3 separate regions of the Zea mays genome follow, and regions 2 and 3 are each linked to region 1. A link is a contact called in public Hi-C data. All regions are on one chromosome and are shown on one strand. The core of a region is the stretch at or near the end of the contact, and the rest is flanking DNA. Distances in the headings are between cores, read along the strand shown.

Evidence for each region. Hi-C and Micro-C count contacts between places; a contact is called where the count stands out from the background.
Region 2: a Hi-C map of leaf shows a contact between it and region 1, with 5 times the contacts expected there. The contact joins the promoter of LOC100383525 here to the promoter of LOC542105 in region 1. A contact is called at or near these places in 3 of 25 Hi-C or Micro-C datasets (endosperm, leaf and tassel).
Region 3: a contact with region 1 is called in a Hi-C map of tassel, with 3 times the contacts expected there. The contact joins the enhancer-like site here to the promoter of LOC542105 in region 1. A contact is called at or near these places in 2 of 25 Hi-C or Micro-C datasets (ear and tassel).

What each region holds. Positions count from the first base shown.
Region 1 is chr7:160,764,587-160,767,355 of Zm-B73-REFERENCE-NAM-5.0, reverse strand. LOC542105 (GCK-like kinase MIK) reads left to right here and starts at 1,371. Exons shown (of 20, transcript NM_001111738.1): 1 at 1,371-1,465. The coding sequence starts at 1,371.
Region 2 is chr7:160,429,154-160,431,853 of Zm-B73-REFERENCE-NAM-5.0, reverse strand. It overlaps LOC100383525 (putative DUF869 domain containing family protein), which reads right to left and starts at 1,447. Exons shown (of 5, transcript NM_001176173.1): 1 at 1,275-1,447; 2 at 665-868. The coding sequence starts at 769.
Region 3 is chr7:161,180,288-161,182,987 of Zm-B73-REFERENCE-NAM-5.0, reverse strand. It overlaps LOC100193955, which reads left to right. Exons shown (of 10, transcript NM_001359359.1): 10 at 1-549. The coding sequence ends at 335. Among protein-coding and RNA genes, the nearest start is that of LOC100193955, 9.6 kb to the left of the region's middle. Within about 2 kb of position 1,412, at least 20 of the 20 cell types and tissues checked have an H3K27ac peak or open chromatin away from gene starts, as enhancers often do. A contact at or near this core is called in ear and tassel, where this site is marked.

The DNA of each region.
Region 1 (2,769 bases), core at 122-2,621:
TGTGCATACTCATTATTTCATACAACGATATGGAATATGGATTATGTAGAATAACACCATAATCAACAAAGAGTTTTACGAACAAGTCACATACTTGATAATCGATCTAAATGTTAGTTATTAAACAATACTTTATTCAATAGTACATAGACATAGTCATGACATAAGCCTCTCACACATTCACACTAAAATAACTGATGTAAGCACCTTATACCCATTGATCTTATGTGTGCCTCACAATTTACTTATGAAAGAGGTTTCGTCAATGGATCTGCAACATTTAATCCACATTGCAAATATTTATATCACCTCGTCCAGTGATCTCGCGAATGAGGTGACATCGACTTAATATATGTTTGGTCTTTTGGTGTGATCTAGGCTCGTTAGCCCGTGCAATGGTTCCACTATTATCACAATAGAGATCCACTGAGCTGGGCGCACTATGAACAACACCCAATAAAAAACAAATTTTCTGATCCAAACAACCTCTTTTGCAGCTTCTAAAGCTGCAATATACTCAGCTTCCGCGTCGAATCTACTACTGTATCTTGTTTGTAACTCCTCCAACTCACCGTTCCACCATTGACACAGAAAACAAAACCGGATTGCGATCTAGAATCATCTACGTCTATATAGAAGCTAGTATCAGTGTAATCAGTTACAATGAGTTTTTTCTCACCACCAAACACTAAGAACACATCCTTAGTTCTTAAATACTCAAGGATGTTCTTTATAGCTGTAGAGTGAGCTTCATCATAGTTTGATTGATACCTGCTCGTACCACTTACAACATACAAGACATCTGAGTGTGTATATAGCACTGCATACATGATGGAACCTATAGCCGAAGCATAAGGAATCACTTTCATCCTTTCTTGCTCATTAATTGTCACCGAAACATTTGGTGAAAACCGTTCAAAATCAGTGCGAATACACAATTGATCGAGTAGTCATAATAGAAGGAATCCACTTTTTTTCTAGATCATAAAGACTATGAAACTTTCTATCTTTTTCTCCACATAATCTATACGATACTTAAATTGTCCACAACCAGGTTCTCGAACCAAACATACCCTATCTACTAGCATTCAAACACGAGTCCTGACCTCCCTACCCCCATCTCCAGCCCCTCCGACGCGGCCCCACCATCTCCACCTCCCGGCCGAACAGACACGAACCAGGGACCAACGACAAATCTCGCGACCTCTCGAAATGAGCGGTACCGGAAGCAGCGTGTAGCGCGAGACGAACGCCGCCCTAATCCAAACCCTAGAGGCGGGAGGAAGACGGCGAGCGAACGCAGCAACGATTCCTGATCTCTAATATCCTAGCACGGCGGCGGCCGCGGCCGGATCTAGGGGTAACGAAGGATGTCGGACTCGGCATCGATGGCGGCCGCCATCGAGGCGCGGTTCAGCAGCCGCGACCTCATCGGCTGCGGTTCCTTCGGCGACGTCTATAAAGGGTACGGATGACGCCCCCACTCCCGTTCGGCAGTCCCTAAATTTCCTTTCCCTCTCGTTGCCTTCGCGCGGATTTTGAGCTCATGCACGGCAGGCGGCGGCCACGCTTGATTTAGCCGTTAATTTAGCTTCGGGTCGAGCGGCATTGCGGATTCGGGCGCTGGGGCTGGGTCCAGCGGGTAATTCGTGCGTCGAGTGTTGGTAGATAGTTGATCGAGCGGCCAGCTTGGTAGCGTCTGTGATGCTATCCATCTGCATGTCCGAGTTAGTTCCGTGCCATTGGTGGAGTTCATCGGGATCTAAAGGGAAATGACGCAGTTTGTTTGCTCAGTGTGGGATTTGGGCGTTGGGAACAAGCTGTGTCAGCGTGTCAATCGGGGATTTTTTTTTTGTAATTCACAACCCAGACAACTTTCATATGCTACTTCTATGTAAAAGGGTCTTCCCTTTGGACTAGAAACAATCATCAGTACGTGAAATGAAAAGTTCTGCTATGTACTTGTATCATTTCCCAAAATACCTGTTTTTACTTAACATATAATGCACATAGAAGTTGACATTGCAAAAAAACCTATTAGGCCGAGAGGATCTGAGTATGTATAGGGCAGAATATCAGGATTACAACATGACAGAGAGTTCAACTCGGGTACAACTACCTTAGGGGGTGGGATGTTTGGATCCAGGTGACTGAATTTTAGTCCTGTCACATCGGTTGTTTAGATTTAGTTAAAGTACTAAATGTATTCTAGCTACAAAACTAATTACACAGATGGGGACTAAACGATAAGACGAACTTATGAAGCCTAATTAGTCCATGATTTACCTATGTGATGCTACAATAAACATTTGCTAATCATGAATTAATTATGCTTAATAAATTTGTCTCACAGTTTAGTCTTTATCTGCATAATTAGTTTTGTAATTAAACTATATTTAATATTCGTAATTGGCATTCAAATATCCGATGTGATACGAACTAAACTTTAGTCAGGGGAACCAAACACCTCTTTAACCGACTCTAATTCTAACTCTGCTATCAATCTGATTCTATCCTATCTTTAATCAGAGTCGGTTAAGGTCTTCCTATATTATTAGAGATGACAATGGGTAAATATATTACTATCCCATACCCATACCCGCAACAAAAAAATAACCCCGTCGAGTCACCCATATCCGCTGGTGGGTATGGATTTACTCCCATACCCATACCCATGTGGGTATGGGTCACCTGTCGTGTCACCCGTACCCATAAAAATTAAACATCTATCAAAATAATACATTATACAAACATCAAGTATATCAATCT
Region 2 (2,700 bases), core at 198-2,697, 340 kb after region 1:
ATGCGGGCACGTATAGATGATGAGTACGGTCGGTGTGCCTTCGCCCCCAAATGATTGATTTGCTGTTAGGAGGTCTACGGCCAACCCCGTATTTCGCGCGACTATCCTGTTTTTTTTTGGCAGGCAAGAAGTTAAGCATCTGAAGGCACAGTACAATACAGGGGTCCCTATACTGCCACAGCATCCGAATTCAGTGCCATGAACAGCGAGGAATCTGTCTCGTCTCGTCGGTCGGCAATCCCACTCTAGTGCTTCTGGGGCTTTGCATTTTTGGAGGCCTTTTTTGTGTTGCGACTTGGTGATAGTCTGATAGACTACCGGAGTACAGGTCTGTGGCACTGGCTGAATGAAACCTCACATGCTACATGACCTGAAGGACTGCAGTTGCAGCCAGGACTGGGAAAGTCAAATGAACGCACTGCAATGCTTGCTTGCGGTTCACTCCTACTGTCTGGGGATATGGTATTCTTCAATGCCAAGACTGCTGCTACTGTTGTCTGTCCTGAATTCGTCAGCATCCGACTAAACGGCGCCGGCGCAATCGCCGGCGCCGGAAACACGGAGAAGTGGATTCCATCTAAACCTGAGCATGTCATTGCATAGAAATGCAGGACTTATACTTTCGTAGGGTGAGAAGAGAGGCGAGGAGGCAAAAACTGTGCACCTGTTCATCAGTGATCCTCTCGGACGCCGAGGACGCCGAGGTCTCCGTCTCTGCGGGGCTCTTGTCCGTCGACTTGCGCCGCCACAGCCAGCTCCGACGGTCCATCTCCGGACGCCTGCCTCAATGCCGATCCTTCCGTGCCCTATCTGCTTTCCTCCCCGCCCTGCGCCCCCAGCGAGCGCCGAAAGTTGACGACGATCTTCGCTGAAACCAACACATAACCAACCGTCAGTATCCACGGACGGACTTCCACAATTTTGTCTTCAAACTTAAACGCCCCCAATTCAATCGCAGGCCGATCCTCATGCTCACGAATCACGCGTGTGCGCCCCTTCGTAGAAACCGTACCCGTCGTCGATCGGAACCGAGAGGAGAAGAAGAAGAAGCCGAATCACTTCGCTTGGGTCCGCAGGAAAGAAAGCAAAAACTCACCAAGAAACCGCGCACAATTCGGGCGCCACTGTACCCCCACCGCGGCACCGCTCGCGCACACGGCACACCGCCGATAAAAAGAAGCGCGAGCAGAGTAGAGTCGGCGAGAAGAGAGAGCGCCGAGTAGCAGCAGGACAAGTCCTCCATGAAAGAAACGGGATGGGAAGTTCCAACTCACCTCAATCCCACACGATCCGCCGCCCAACAAGACCCCGGAACCACGCGGTCGCCCTCTGCCAACAAGACCCGCCGCCCGCGGCTTCCGTTGCGTTCGTCACCGCCTCCCGGCTCCTCCTCGGCGCGGCACAACCCCAGCCCCTGTGCAACGGGGCATGTCTCCGCTGCGGTTGCTCGCCGACCCGAGAATCCTTTACGCCGCACCGGCCCTTTTAAAACCGTCCGTCAGCACGGACAGGCAGACAGACAGACAGACAGACAGGGCGACAGAGGCGCCGAAGCCGTGGGCGTTTCAGAATCAGAAATGGAGGCTTCGTGGATCGTGGTCGCCGCGACGCCGACGTACACGTACACGGCGCTGGCCGTGTGTGTGAGAGTGCTGCAGTAAGTTTGCACGGTGACCATAACGTTTGGTTTCTTCCTTTTCAAAACGCACACGTGTGTACGTGCATCTGTGCGAAGAAAAAAAACAGAAAAATGCTGAGATGTTCCATATGATGTTTTTTAGAGCTAGTTTGAGAGGTAAATTAGCTTAGTTTTTAATCGATCTTCGAGAATCTCGAAGGAAATTTAAGTAAGTTTTCGGTGTTTGGTTATACAAGCTAAATTTTAGTTTATATCACATCGAATATTTGAATAATAATTATGGATATTAAATAAAGTCTGATTATAAAATTAATTACATAGATAACGACTAAAAGATGAGACGAATTTATTAAACTTAATTAAGTCTATATTTTATACTCCTAATTGATACTAGTAGCTTGACGCGCGCCCTCGGGCGCGCTTTATTATAATATATAAATAGTAGTTGATATTTAAGTTATTTTATATATATAGGGAAAGGTCTAAAAAATAAAGTTGTTTAATACTTACCACACTTATTACATAATGCATTTACACCGAGGATATTTGGTACGATAGAATACACGTTAATGTAGAGATCGATTGAGCAAAAAATGCAGAATTTCTTCCATAAATGAAAAACCAAAACTCACCTTCGGAACCGGCTGAAGGACGCCGAGCCGAGTACCATACACTGGACTCCTACATGTAAAGCAGTATGTTGCCTTCCACAACCACGGTGTCCACCTGCGCGGTCGAAGAAATCCCATTCCAGTTATACCAAAACTCAATCCTGACACGGGGAGGTAGTGACAATAAATAACAATACCGGGCGCGTTAGTGTCTGGTAATTAGAATAAGTACAATCTAAATCCCTTAACGAGAATCCATTGGAGGGCAAGTCTGGTGCCAGCAGCCACGGTAATTCCAGCTCCAATAGCATATATTTAAGTTGTTGCGGTTAAAAAGCTCGTTCCAAACTTTGAAAAGCAATCATGTCTTCAATTAAAATTGTAATATAGATGAATTAATTCTGCTATGGTACTATAAAAAATAGCTTGCCACATAATACAAACCAAATT
Region 3 (2,700 bases), core at 163-2,662, 420 kb before region 1:
ACAAAGACTCTGAAGAGGAGATTGCTTCTTCATCATCAAGAGTTATTGACGAGTCAGGCGGTGCTGACAACTCAGCCCTGGGATCAAGCATGTCGTTGGAGGAGGGATCAAGCATGGACAACGAGCTATCTTTCATCCACAAGGCCAAGGAGTCGGGCGTGGTGTACCTTCTTGGGCACGGAGACATCAGGGCCCGGAAAGAGTCGTTCTTCGTCAAGAAGCTGGTGATCAACTATTTCTATGCTTTCCTGAGGAGGAACTGCAGGAGGGGCATCGCGACACTGAGCATACCCCACACGAGGCTGATGCAGGTGGGGATGCAATACATGGTTTAGGGTTGCCTAGCTACCTTTTCTTTTTCTATTTCAAGATGATTACTAACTCGCGGCAGTAGATGGTGAGATGCAAGCGAGAGAGAGAGATGTCTGAAGATGATTTTCCTTTGATAGAGGCAACACTAACCGATCTGGTGTTTTACCGAAAGGTTGTGAAAACTGAACCCAAGTATGATCATATCATATACATAACAAGGAAACCCCGTTGTGTGTGAAGCAAGGTAACAAGCCTGCTGCTGCTCACACATATTCATCCTACCCTGATGTGCCTGGTGGTTTCTGCTTGGCTGCTTGTGCTGAGAGGCGGGAACAGACACTGATATTGATTGCCCAGCTGCGCCTATCAGGATTCGAGATCGGCGTTCTGAGCTGTGCATGCATACCGCAGACTGGTCCTGCTAGTACTTTGGCGTGGCTGACTTATACTTGTCCTCCTGCTGGTACCACGTAGTATATATACTACACTACATGCACTAGTGGGTGAAAGAATGGGGAGGCATGTTCTTCTGTCTCGCTCTCGTACCTAATCTACTGTCGATCGTGCGTGTCGATACGTGCGGTGCGCTGCTGCCGCGCAGGCGCAGCAGAAGCACCGGATCACATCGCAATCGCCGGGCTGCGGGGTGGATGGATGGATGGGTGGCAGGGTGAGGCGCTAGTGTCCCCGAGAATCTCCGGGAATTGCGAGACCTGAAGGCCTGAGCGCGACCGCTTCTAGTGGGCGGGCCGGCGAGCGATGAGTGATCGATCTGCGTCAAGGCGCCGGGGGGATTGACATGTCGGCTGCCAGGGACGGCATGTCTGCGCCTGCGCGCCCCATTTCATCGCCCGGTAATTGATGATGCTGTCCCTTGTTTAGTCACCGTGGGCGTCTTGGACCGCAAATCAAGAGTGACGGACCGGCGATTAGGATGACTGATGATAGGATCTCTCTCTCCCTCTCGCCTGTACAGTATGTATGAGTGGAGTGTGATTGTCTGTCTGATGGAGCCATCGAGACAGTGGCCCAACACGTTGCTTGCGGTGTATTGGTGCGTGACACGTACCCTGGCCCCACCACGCCACTGGTGAGTTGAGTGGAGTGGAGACGGGAAGGGGAGGAGCATGTGGGGCGGCGCACGTAGCCCAAGGAATCAGTACGCTTGTTCCACGCAAGAAGACGTGCTTTGGTGTTTTCCTAATAAACAGAACACTACTGAAGGCATGATAGATCAGTTCTGATGTTGTTCAGCTGTTGTGTGTCTGTATATGCCCGCATAAACACACATGGAGTTGCGATAGGTGGGGTTGAAATTTCACCGTGTTTGTTTTTTTTGGATTGGGGATTTGCGCCTGCTGGCGCCAACGCGCGATGAACGAAGGAAAGGAAGAGTAGAGCGCCGAGAGAGACAGGCGCTGCTGTGGCTGCCTGAGGCCGAGCAGGCAGGCAAGCAGGGGTCGGCGGTGCGCATGCATGCCGGGACGGGGCAGCGGGGGGCCCAGGTGGAAGCTGCTGCGACCATCTTCTGAGCCGGGGACCGGCCGGGCCGTGTCTCCCACCCCCATCCATCATTCGCGGCAGGAAAAAACCGCGGCAGGCCCACGACCGTAGTACGTGTAGTCGTGGTGGGTGCGCAGTAAAACGTGGCCCCCGGGGACGGATCTTACCGGCCGGGTTTTGGCAGCATCGATGCCGTGCCGCGGTTAGCTGCACCGGCCGGCCGGCAGCTATGTGCCAGACGGCCAGAGAGGCACATACATGGTGGTCTCGGCCCTCGATTGGCTAGGCAGCCAGGCCACCAGCCGCTGTACGTGATGCATGCGGTGCGGCTCGCTCTGCCCACCAACACAACACCACCCATAGCCCATAGGGACGGCGCGGTAACCCAGAACAAAATGAGTGGAAGCTTGCACAGTGCGCAGGAGATAGCTAGGGTGGGGGAATCCATTTTTTTAAAGCAGGACTAGTATATGCATGCGGTGTGCGTGCACAGAGACATGAATTCGAAGCCCCGGCCCCGGCCGGCCGGTGGATTTGTAACACTAGTTGCTCCCGCCGTCCCGCGGTGTGGCTGGGCGGTCCGGCGGTACCGCGCACCGAGACCCGACCCCCCGGCCAGGGCTGACACGGCCAGATCAGGGCTGGTACCATGCGTCTAGTCACACATCAAATTCAGAGCTCCAATTATTCCGCCGTACGTGCCCCCGCGAGGGTTTGCATGCACCACGCCGTGCACACCCGATCACCATATAGTTATACGCCATACGCTTTCGCCCGTCGCGCGCCGCAGTAAAACGAAGCCATCTTTTACAACGCGTCGCGGCCGCAGTCTTTTCGCTGCGGCTGCCTCCTTTGTATCTTTCCCTGCGTCGCAACTCGCATGCA